Regions from separate parts of the Triticum aestivum genome. Here region 2 is linked to region 1. A link is a contact called in public Hi-C data. All regions are on one chromosome and are shown on one strand. Each heading gives the region's core, a stretch centred on a gene start, on an enhancer-like site or on the middle of the called end of the contact. The rest is flanking DNA. Distances are from core to core; before and after follow the strand shown. Region 1 overlaps LOC123087479 (protein EXPORTIN 1A). Region 2 holds the start of LOC123087484.

Region 1 (4,634 bases), core at 643-3,142:
CTGAAGAAATTGACACCTAACCGTCTAGAGAGTTTGCAGCTCTCAAGAGTAATAGGGGGAGCGTACTGGACTTAGATTCGAGTGATGTTGAACCAGTATCTAAATTTTCAGCTATAGGAGTTTTCTCTCGGTGGATTTTAAACTCAAATCACTCGGAGAGGAGGTTGATCTTCTCAGAATCAAATGGAGTAGCCATCGGACAAAGCCGGCGCGGGGTGGCTATTTATAGCCGCAGCCTTCCCATGATGAAAAATGACCATTTTGGACACTCGGTCCAGCCAATGGCCAACCACTACGTTCTCAATGGTCGGATTTCAAAGAGCAACGGTAACATTACTTGAAGAACAAGTAATGCTAACTCCTCGATCAGAGACAAATCTCTCGCAGCGAAGAAGATCACAGTCTCTTGCTGGCAAGTAGTTTGCTCGGAACACAAAGAGATTTCTCTCGCGACTTTCATAGGATTTGGGTTTAGCATCAGAGAATCAAAGTTTCGACTGTTACACCCCTCTTAATAGTATGGTGGTTCTGTGACTCAATAAAGAGAAGAGAAACAACGGAAGAAATGCTACGTCTTCACTTCGTCTTCAATCTCCTCGGTCGCAGTCACTTCCTTCAGGCGTGCACCGAACCAATTGCTCCATGTCAGCAATTGTGAGGGGTCACTCTTGTTATCATAATCTTCGGGGATAATCTTCACTGCTACGCAGGGGAATTATCTTTGGCGTTTGAATGAAAACTCCTCTTGATTCCAGGGACCTGTTACTCTGTGTGCACTAACAAACACATAAGTCCCACATTGTTTTATGTCAACAAACTCCAAAACATAAGGGGTCAATCGTTACACCAGCAGGTTGATTAGTGGAAACGGAGATATTTCCACCCGTGAAATTGCATGGGTTGAAGGAATCGGCCACAAGTGAGAACATGCATTTTTGCGCCAAAAAAAAAGTTAGAACATGCATTGATGGATGGGTGGATCCATATACTTTAATCGGGTGTAGGTGCAATTTCCTGGGACGCATGGCCGCATGGGAACATGAATATACTCGGATCGTCGAGATGCATCTTTATTATTGAGATCAAGTCGAGAGAGCGGGTAGCTCCCTGAAATGGACGTGCAGAACTTGAGATGGCCAACTTGCCTTACTACTATTTAATAACCGCGCTAAGGACTAGGTGGACAGTGGTATTACAATCCATCAGAGTTCAAATTCTGGTGCTCGCATTATTTCTAGATTTATTTCAGGATTTTCGGCGATGTGTTTTCAGTGAGAGGTGATGTTTCCGTCGACGACGAGGCGCCTACGGTGACTTCCTAAATCTTAAGATGATATGCCGGTTCAGTCTCTCGAAGATGCACATAGGAGTAGGATATATGTGTGTGCGTTCATAGGGATGAGTATATGCGCGTGTATATAAGCGCTTGTGTCTGTACTTATGCTAAAAAAAAATACTGTAGAATACAGTACAGCCTGCTGGAGCAATAGCAGAGCACCACGTGCGTGCGTTTGCTGTGACGGATCTCATCACTACGCATAGATTTTATCTTATATACTACTGTATGATTTACTATTTACTGACGTGTTTTTATGTGAATGTACTAATACTGAATGTGTGTAACCTATATATGCAAAGTCCGGACGCGTCCTCATTTTGTTTGCATCCTTTTCATGCTTCAGTTTGAGCCAACAAAATGAACCATTATTGAGGAGGAAAAAGCTATATCAGACCTGTCTGGGCCGTCTGATTTGTCCGTTTTATCTTAAACGGACGCGCGCGAATAGGATGGGGTCGTGCAGTGGAGTTGGCCTTACCTACTAGAAAGAGAGATGGCCTCTTGTCCAGCAACGGGCGTAGCAAAGCCGCTCACAGCAACTGCACCGCTGCTTTATGGTGAATGGGACTTTCCCCACACTACGCAGATGATAGATAGATACATGTGTGGGGTCTGGACTAGTCCACATAAAGACCAACAAACCGAGGAAAGAGAGATGTTTGCTTTGCTCGTGAAAATTGAGTCTTTGGACCGAGAGAGACTGCACACCACCCCTTCCGTCCGTCAGCACAGCACCGCACCACCTACAAACTAATCAACATTCACGTGGATAGCAAAACTCACTACCACATCAAATATTTACTTGCATCGCTCGCCGCCAAGCAGTTGCATGTAAGTTGATGCAATATATGGTAATTCCATAATTTATTTAGATCAAAAACAAAACTCAATAATTTGTAACAACTCAAACTAAGAAACTTGATGATTTCACATAAACAAGATGCAAAACAGATAAGATGCAACCCAAGAAAGCTCACAAAATTCAGAAGAAACATATTTCACATAAACAAGCACTAGGAGGATTATCAGCTTTCCTACCAGCTCAGCCCGGACCAAATTCAGTCACTTGATACATCATCACCATCATAATACAGTCATCAAATCTATAGACTAAACTAACAATTAAGGATCAACATCCATACTATATCATGCTCAGCACACGCACAAAATGTTTCACCGAGCACTAAAACACATCCATCTAGCCAACCAAACAGCCCGCAAGGCTCACCCGAGCACCTCTTGCGGCAAAATTCTCCCCTATCATCAACTAGCAGCACAAATCTTGGAATCGCCAAACCGGAAATAAAATTACAGCAGGCATCACCCTCCTTTCACCACCACCACCACCCTGGAAGAAAACTCAGGCTCCGGGACATGGAGGCCTCTGGAGGCCTAATCGACCATCAAACTGGATTAGCAATGCAGTGCACAATCACAGAGCACTATGAGTCTACCATCTCATCTTGCAATTCGCTTGGGGCAATCAGCCCTGGGATGGCAAGCATCCGTTGCCTTTCCTTTTCTCTTTGTACCGCAGCCTCTTCCGCATACAGATCCTTGTTATCCTAAATAAGCCAGCCACAGTTAAACCATCAGAAGAGGAGCTTGCACAAAGAACTTGTTACCAAAGCAGTATAGGATTGTCATCAACCTTATGATGGCATAACGAAATTTACCTGGGCTGAGAACTCCTTTGATTGCACCAGGAAGTCCCTAATATGGTTTTTGAAGCTTGGGAGGTCATGTCTCGAACCAAGGAGCCCATCAACAAACTTGGTCACCTGCGCAAGAAAATTTGCCAGGTTCATAATGGCACCAAGTCAATGACAGTATAGCTCTATATTAGGATGATCATACCTCAGCTGCCGTCATGTTAGGAAATGATGCTCCAAGAAGTTTGATTGTGTAGTCCCGTACAAACATGGCATTAGATGGATATGATGCCGTGGATGCATCCCATAGAGGTTCAGTTAGGCCATCAACCTACATATTATCAAACCTAATCAAGCAGACGCACACATACAAACACTAGATGTCATGATATTAATCATGCACAAGAAACATACCACACAAAACAAGTGTTGTAGCACCAAAACATGAAGTTTGAAGCCAGGCTTATGAAATGAATCTGTGAGAACTGCAAAAATCTCCTGCTCTATAGTCAAAAAATATGTTTTGTAGAACTGATTCGTGAATTCTGAAGCCTGCAAGGCAGCCGTATCAAAGAGTTAGCTTCCAAAGAATTACATACAGCAAAGAAAGGATGGACCAGATGTTCTTGCCTGAAAATTCTTCAGAATTTCCAATAAAAGACTAAGACCAGTCTCGGCAATGTTTCTCTCTGTATGTCTAAATGCCCAGTTGATCGAATCAATCACAAGCTTCAATTGCTGAAACAAACAGTCCGATAATCAAATTAAAGAGAAGGAATTTGGGTTGCTGTATTAATAGATACCATCAACAGGGCAAATAGTAGTAATTAAAAAAAGTTACCACAAACCTGGCTGGAAAGCTGAATTAAAGCTTTGAAGCAATGGGTGCCGATAGCACGAAGTAAAGAGAAAAACTTGAGGCGGTGCTCAGGATAATCTTCAAAGTTTTTAGTAATCATCTGGCCAGACCGAACAATCAGCGAAATCTCGACGTGTAACTGAGTATGAACAGTAAAAACAAGGTTGCAATTCCTACCTCAAGAGTACACTGGAAAACAGCCTCGAATATACGAGGCACATCATCAAGCATTTCAGCTTTGTACCTTCAGTATAAATACAAAGATTAGAAATGATGGACAATAACAGCAGAGTAGTTAAGTATTAACAACAAATAACTGAATATGAAACCTAGATGACTGACAGAAGAATCTTCATACAAGCTAAAACTCACTAAGTAGAGAACATTTTAGTTCCCAGCTAGAGAAAAAATGGGTATCAAATTCAAGGCAATACTTGTTTATAATTGTTGCAAACAGGGACAGGACTTCAGATTCCCTTGCATCAGGCACATTTCTAGCATAATCACCAAGAATAGGATCCATCATTGGAGGAACAAACTGCTTCCCAAGGTGCGGTAGGTCTTCAGCTTTGTCCACAAACGTCTCAATCAATTTCAATGTTTCCCTCTTGATAGATCTGTTTGAAGTATTATATTATTATTCAGTAAGACAGATAAATGAAAAGAGAAGGATAGATATCAACGATTAATACCTTAAGAGTTTTACAAATGACGACTTTGAGGCATAAGGCCCCCCTTCAGCAATAGTGCTTGATACTAGCTCGCTGTACATTCTGATACAAAT
Region 2 (4,634 bases), core at 1,384-3,883, 210 kb before region 1:
CGCAATTGATCTTGGTTCTAACCAGTTCAATGGCACAATACCTAAGCTTCCCATTAGTCTAAGTGACTTGGATCTTAGTAGAAATAAATTAGATGGACCACTACCATTAGATTTTGGAACGCCGAATCTAATGAAACTAGTTTTATTTGATAACTCCATATCTGGCACCATTCCCTCTTCATTTTGCAAAATGAGATCACTAATACTAGTGGATATCTCCGGGAATAAGCTAAATGGACCAATTCCTGATTGCTCTACTAATACATCCACAACAAACATGACCAGTATGAGTATTCTTAATCTAAGCTTAAGAAACAACAATCTCTCCGGTGAATTTCCTTCATTTCTCCAACACTGCCAAGAACTCGTCTTTCTTGATCTTGCACACAACCATTTCGTTGGAACTTTGCCAACATGGATTCAGGAGAAATTGCCACAGTTGGCTTTCTTACGACTACGATCAAACATGTTCTGTGGTCACATTCCAGAGGAGCTGACGAAGCTAGTCAAGCTTCAGTATTTGGACCTTGCCTACAATAATATAACTGGTAACATACCAAAATCTATTGTTAACTGCAAAGGGATGATAGCAACAAGAGATAATTATGATGATGGTGGTGATGCATTACATCGTGCTTTTGGCTTCAATGATGAATGGGAGCATGGCCCTAATGAATTGGTCACCTATACCGAGAATTTCACGGTTGTCACAAAAGGTCAAGAGAGATTATATACAGGAGAGGTCATATACATGGTGAACCTTGATTTATCATGTAATAATCTTATTGGTGATATTCCCAAAGATATCAGCGCGCTTGTTGAATTGAAGAGCCTGAACCTATCATGGAACATCTTCAGTGGAAAAATTCCGGAAAATATTGGCGCCTTGGCGCAAGTGGAGTCGCTGGACCTATCGCACAATAGGCTGTCTGGTGAAATCCCTGCAAGCTTGTCGGCTCTTACATCATTAAGCCGCTTGAACCTGTCATATAACAACCTGACAGGAGAGGTGCCATCAGGAGATCAACTGCGGACACTTGAGGACCCAGAATATATTTATGTTGGCAACCCAGGCCTCTGCAGTCCACCTATCTCGCGTAAATGTCCGCAACCAGAGCCAATTCCATCTACTCCAGAACACCATGGTGATTTAAATGACCTGGCATCGTTTTTCATCGCTATGGGTTCTGGATATGTAATGGGTATCTGGGCGGTCTTCTGCACCTTCCTGTTCAAGAGAAAATGGACAGTTTATTGGTACTCGGTTTGCGACAGCTTGTATGACCGGGTATATGTGCAAGTGGTTCTAACCTGGGCTTCCTGGACAAGAGAAAAAGGCGCAGAAGCTGAGACCACTCACTAGCTTGCTTTGGTTCTCCATTTGCTATCATTTGAGTGTGCAGATTTTACCATGTATCAATGTTGTTACAGTATTGTACTCATATAGTTCACATATACAGTACATATTTGTGGATTGTGTTGTAGACTAGGGTTTGGATATATGTAAAGTTGATTTGTTATTAATAATTAATGCCAGGGGCCACACCAAGGCCCCTGTTGCAGGAGTGTGTTTGTCAATGACTGAATTAACCAGTGCACACACAAAGCAAGGCTCGATTCTTTCATTCGATAGACTACACTGGGCGCAAATGCAGTTTCTTCACTAGAGAAACAATGTATAGGGTTCAGACTTTTCACTGCAAAAATATTATACATGGTTCAAACTTCTTCAGACAAACTCTCTTGCCACATCCCATTCTTAGCTCTGAATCCAATTCATCATGTTTATTCAAACAGGACTAGGATTTCTGACGGCCAGAATTTAGTCTGTGCAAAGGTTGTCAAACAAAAAAGGAAAGGATTTTAGCCTTTCATTCATGGCACACTATACTGCGCACACACGCAATTCCTTCACTAGAGAATTTTCTTACAGGTTTCAGACATCTGGAGACAAGCAAATTTGTTATGAATTAATGCAAACGCTCCTTATCTGAATTATTGCTCGCAGCCAGAATTCATTCTGACGATTTTATTCTGAACACTGATACTACAGGGTCGGATTATATTCTGAACCCTGATTTATACACACAATCCAGATGACTAACAGGGTGTTTGCTCTGCTGATTGTACAAAGTAACAGAACACTGCGTTTGCTTCAGAGGAGATGAACAAGCAAGCGTACTAGTAGTTGGTTGGCTAATCACTCGGGGTCGTCGTAGGAGAGGTGGAATCCGGTGGCGCAGCCTGCGGTGGCGGGGTCCTCGGCGCCGCAGCAGTCGTAGAACTTGGCGGCGTACGGCGGGTCGCCCTCCTTGAGCTCGTAGTACCTGCACAGCCGTCGCCGTGGTCAATCGCCAGGCCGATCTAGCGGATTGGTGATGGAAGAGTGGGGATCGGAGTGGCTACCTCTTCTGGTCGTCGTGGCGGCGGCAGACGAAGTATGAGGGGTGGAACCTGCAGGACTGCGGCGTGTTTCCCGACGGCGAGTACTTCGCTTTGCACCGCCGGCAGACCCTCGTCGCCGCCGCCGCCGTGTCTTTCTCCATCGGTCACTTCTCCCGATTCTTCTCTCGGAAATACTTTTTTTTTTGTTGAGAGGAAATGATGGGAAGCCTGCCTCTTCGAGGTTTCCGGGCCGGCCTCGCCCATCTTGGTGTGGGCCACCATGGTATGGTCATGGCCCACCTTATGAGCCCACGGCATGATGGGCCCGCGGATCAGCTCATCCAACGACTACTTTCATTCCTGAAAACAATATTTCACTCAATTTTTTTTCCTGAAAACAAAATTAGCCACTGAGGTCCCCTCGAAAAATAAAAAAAATAAGGCAACTAAGTCCATTCTTACAAACTTATTAAGGTCGCTGATGTAAAAAGGACCTTCACTATCTCTCCTTACATTATTTGTTCCTTCACATTATTTGTTCCATCTCCCTTTCATGGATCAGCATCCATCCATCAAAATTTGTGGCATTTCGCTCCCCCTTTGTCCGCCCCTTGTGCTAGCTCGTTTGACCTTGATCCATGTTGCATGCCCTCTTTCTAACTGTCCAACAAAGGAAAAGGGATGGCCATTATCTGAGTGCTTGGATTGCCTTTTGCCGAGGCCACTACTGGCCAGGTTATTGCATTATTCAGCTGATTAATCCCACTAGGAGCTGTACAGATCCCGTAATCATCAAAGACACCAGCATGAATGGAATCGTTGACGAGGAATTGCTTAGTTCATCAAGGTATGGTGCCTTGAGACCTGGCCGAGCTTAACTAGGTCATTCATTACAATTGAAGGCACATATGATGGACAACACATCACGCACACACAATTAAAGAATTTTCTCCGACAAAACTTCTCGGTGTTTCAAGCTTTTAGGGGAGGCTCCCCACCAGGATAATTTCATAACGTCACAACAGTTTTGCAGCGTCACGTAGAAAGTGAGAAGAGATAATCACGCCACAAACTAGTGTGCACCTTAATATTCAGTTTCGACGGTCGCTAGCGGGCAATCGTTGGGAAGAATGGATTCATCTAGTTAGGAGACTGATGGAGGTTCAACTTTCTCACCGACCCGATATATTGCGTTGGAAGTTGACTAGTTCTGGAGTATTTACAGTTAAATCAATGTATATTGATGTTATTAATTCAACTGCTATTCCAACTTCCAAGTTTGTTTGGGCTGTCAAGGTGCCTTTAAAAATAAAAGTGTTTATGTGGTTTGTCCATAAACAAGTTATTTTAACAAAGGATAACTTGATTAAACGCAATTGGACAGGACCTACTAGGTGTAGTTTCTGTGATCGGGATGAGACGATTCAGCATTTATTCTTTGATTGCCCGTTGGCTAGAGTTCTTTCGTGGACGATCCATATTGCTTTAAATCTTACTCCACCGACTTCTGTCAATGCTTTATTTGGGACATGGCTTAATGGGGTTGGGCCTGTTCTCGCAAGACATATTCGGGTTGGAGTTTGCGCTTTGTTATGGACTATCTGGAATTGCAGAAATGATTTGGTTTTTAACAGAACATCACGGATTCATTTCTTGCAGGTTATTTTCCGAGCTACGACACTGATCCGTTCGTGGTCGCTACTCACTCCGATGGAGGCCAGGGAGCATTTGGTTACTGGATCTATCCGTTGGGAGATGGTCGCTCGGGATATCTTCAACCGGTTTGGATGGCGGTCATGTAATAGGATAGGCAATTAGTTTCCCTATCTATTGTTAGCCAGCCGGTTGTGGCTTCTTTTTTGGGCTAGTTTGTATATCTAGCCGTCTGTAGCTCTGTGTGAGCTGCATTTCTTTTTATTCTTTTGTTTACCTGGAGATTGTGGAACCTTGTTGGCACTTTTGCCTTTTTTTATTAATAAGATGGCCGTATGCATTGTTTTGATGCAGAGGCCAGGGAGACCCCCCTTTTCGAAAAAAAAACTAGTGTGCACCTTTTGATCACAACGTTTCAGCCTATGCGACCACAGTCATGTGCTCTAGACCCTAGCGTTCGTATGAATGTGAAAACAGATGACGACAACCTTCATATGCATGGTTGCATTAAGGTGTTTATTACTTTTATTACCACCATAGATGATGACATCACTAACGGTCCAACAATTGGTGACTGAATTTCCCAAATACAAATG

The links. A called contact is a pair of places that touch in the nucleus more often than the background predicts.
Region 2: a contact with region 1 is called in a Hi-C map of leaf, with 4 times the contacts expected there. The contact joins the promoter of LOC123087484 here to the enhancer-like site in region 1. A contact is called at or near these places in 2 of 5 Hi-C or Micro-C datasets (both in leaf).

Annotation. Positions count from the first base shown.
Region 1 is chr4A:605,952,324-605,956,957 of IWGSC CS RefSeq v2.1, reverse strand. LOC123087479 (protein EXPORTIN 1A) reads right to left here. Exons shown (of 31, transcript XM_044509495.1): 23 at 4,543-4,623; 24 at 4,285-4,467; 25 at 4,028-4,094; 26 at 3,840-3,950; 27 at 3,622-3,729; 28 at 3,406-3,543; 29 at 3,197-3,322; 30 at 3,016-3,120; 31 at 2,321-2,904. The coding sequence ends at 2,782. Among protein-coding and RNA genes, the nearest start is that of LOC123087479, 10 kb to the right of the region's middle. Within about 2 kb of position 1,892, at least 6 of the 8 cell types and tissues checked have an H3K27ac peak or open chromatin away from gene starts, as enhancers often do. A contact at or near this core is called in leaf, where this site is marked.
Region 2 is chr4A:606,163,962-606,168,595 of IWGSC CS RefSeq v2.1, reverse strand. LOC123087484 reads right to left here and starts at 2,633. Exons shown (of 2, transcript XM_044509499.1): 1 at 2,407-2,633; 2 at 1,842-2,327. The coding sequence starts at 2,546. The coding sequence ends at 2,201. LOC123087483 (receptor-like protein EIX1) reads left to right here. Exons shown (of 1, transcript XM_044509498.1): 1 at 1-1,363. The coding sequence ends at 1,363.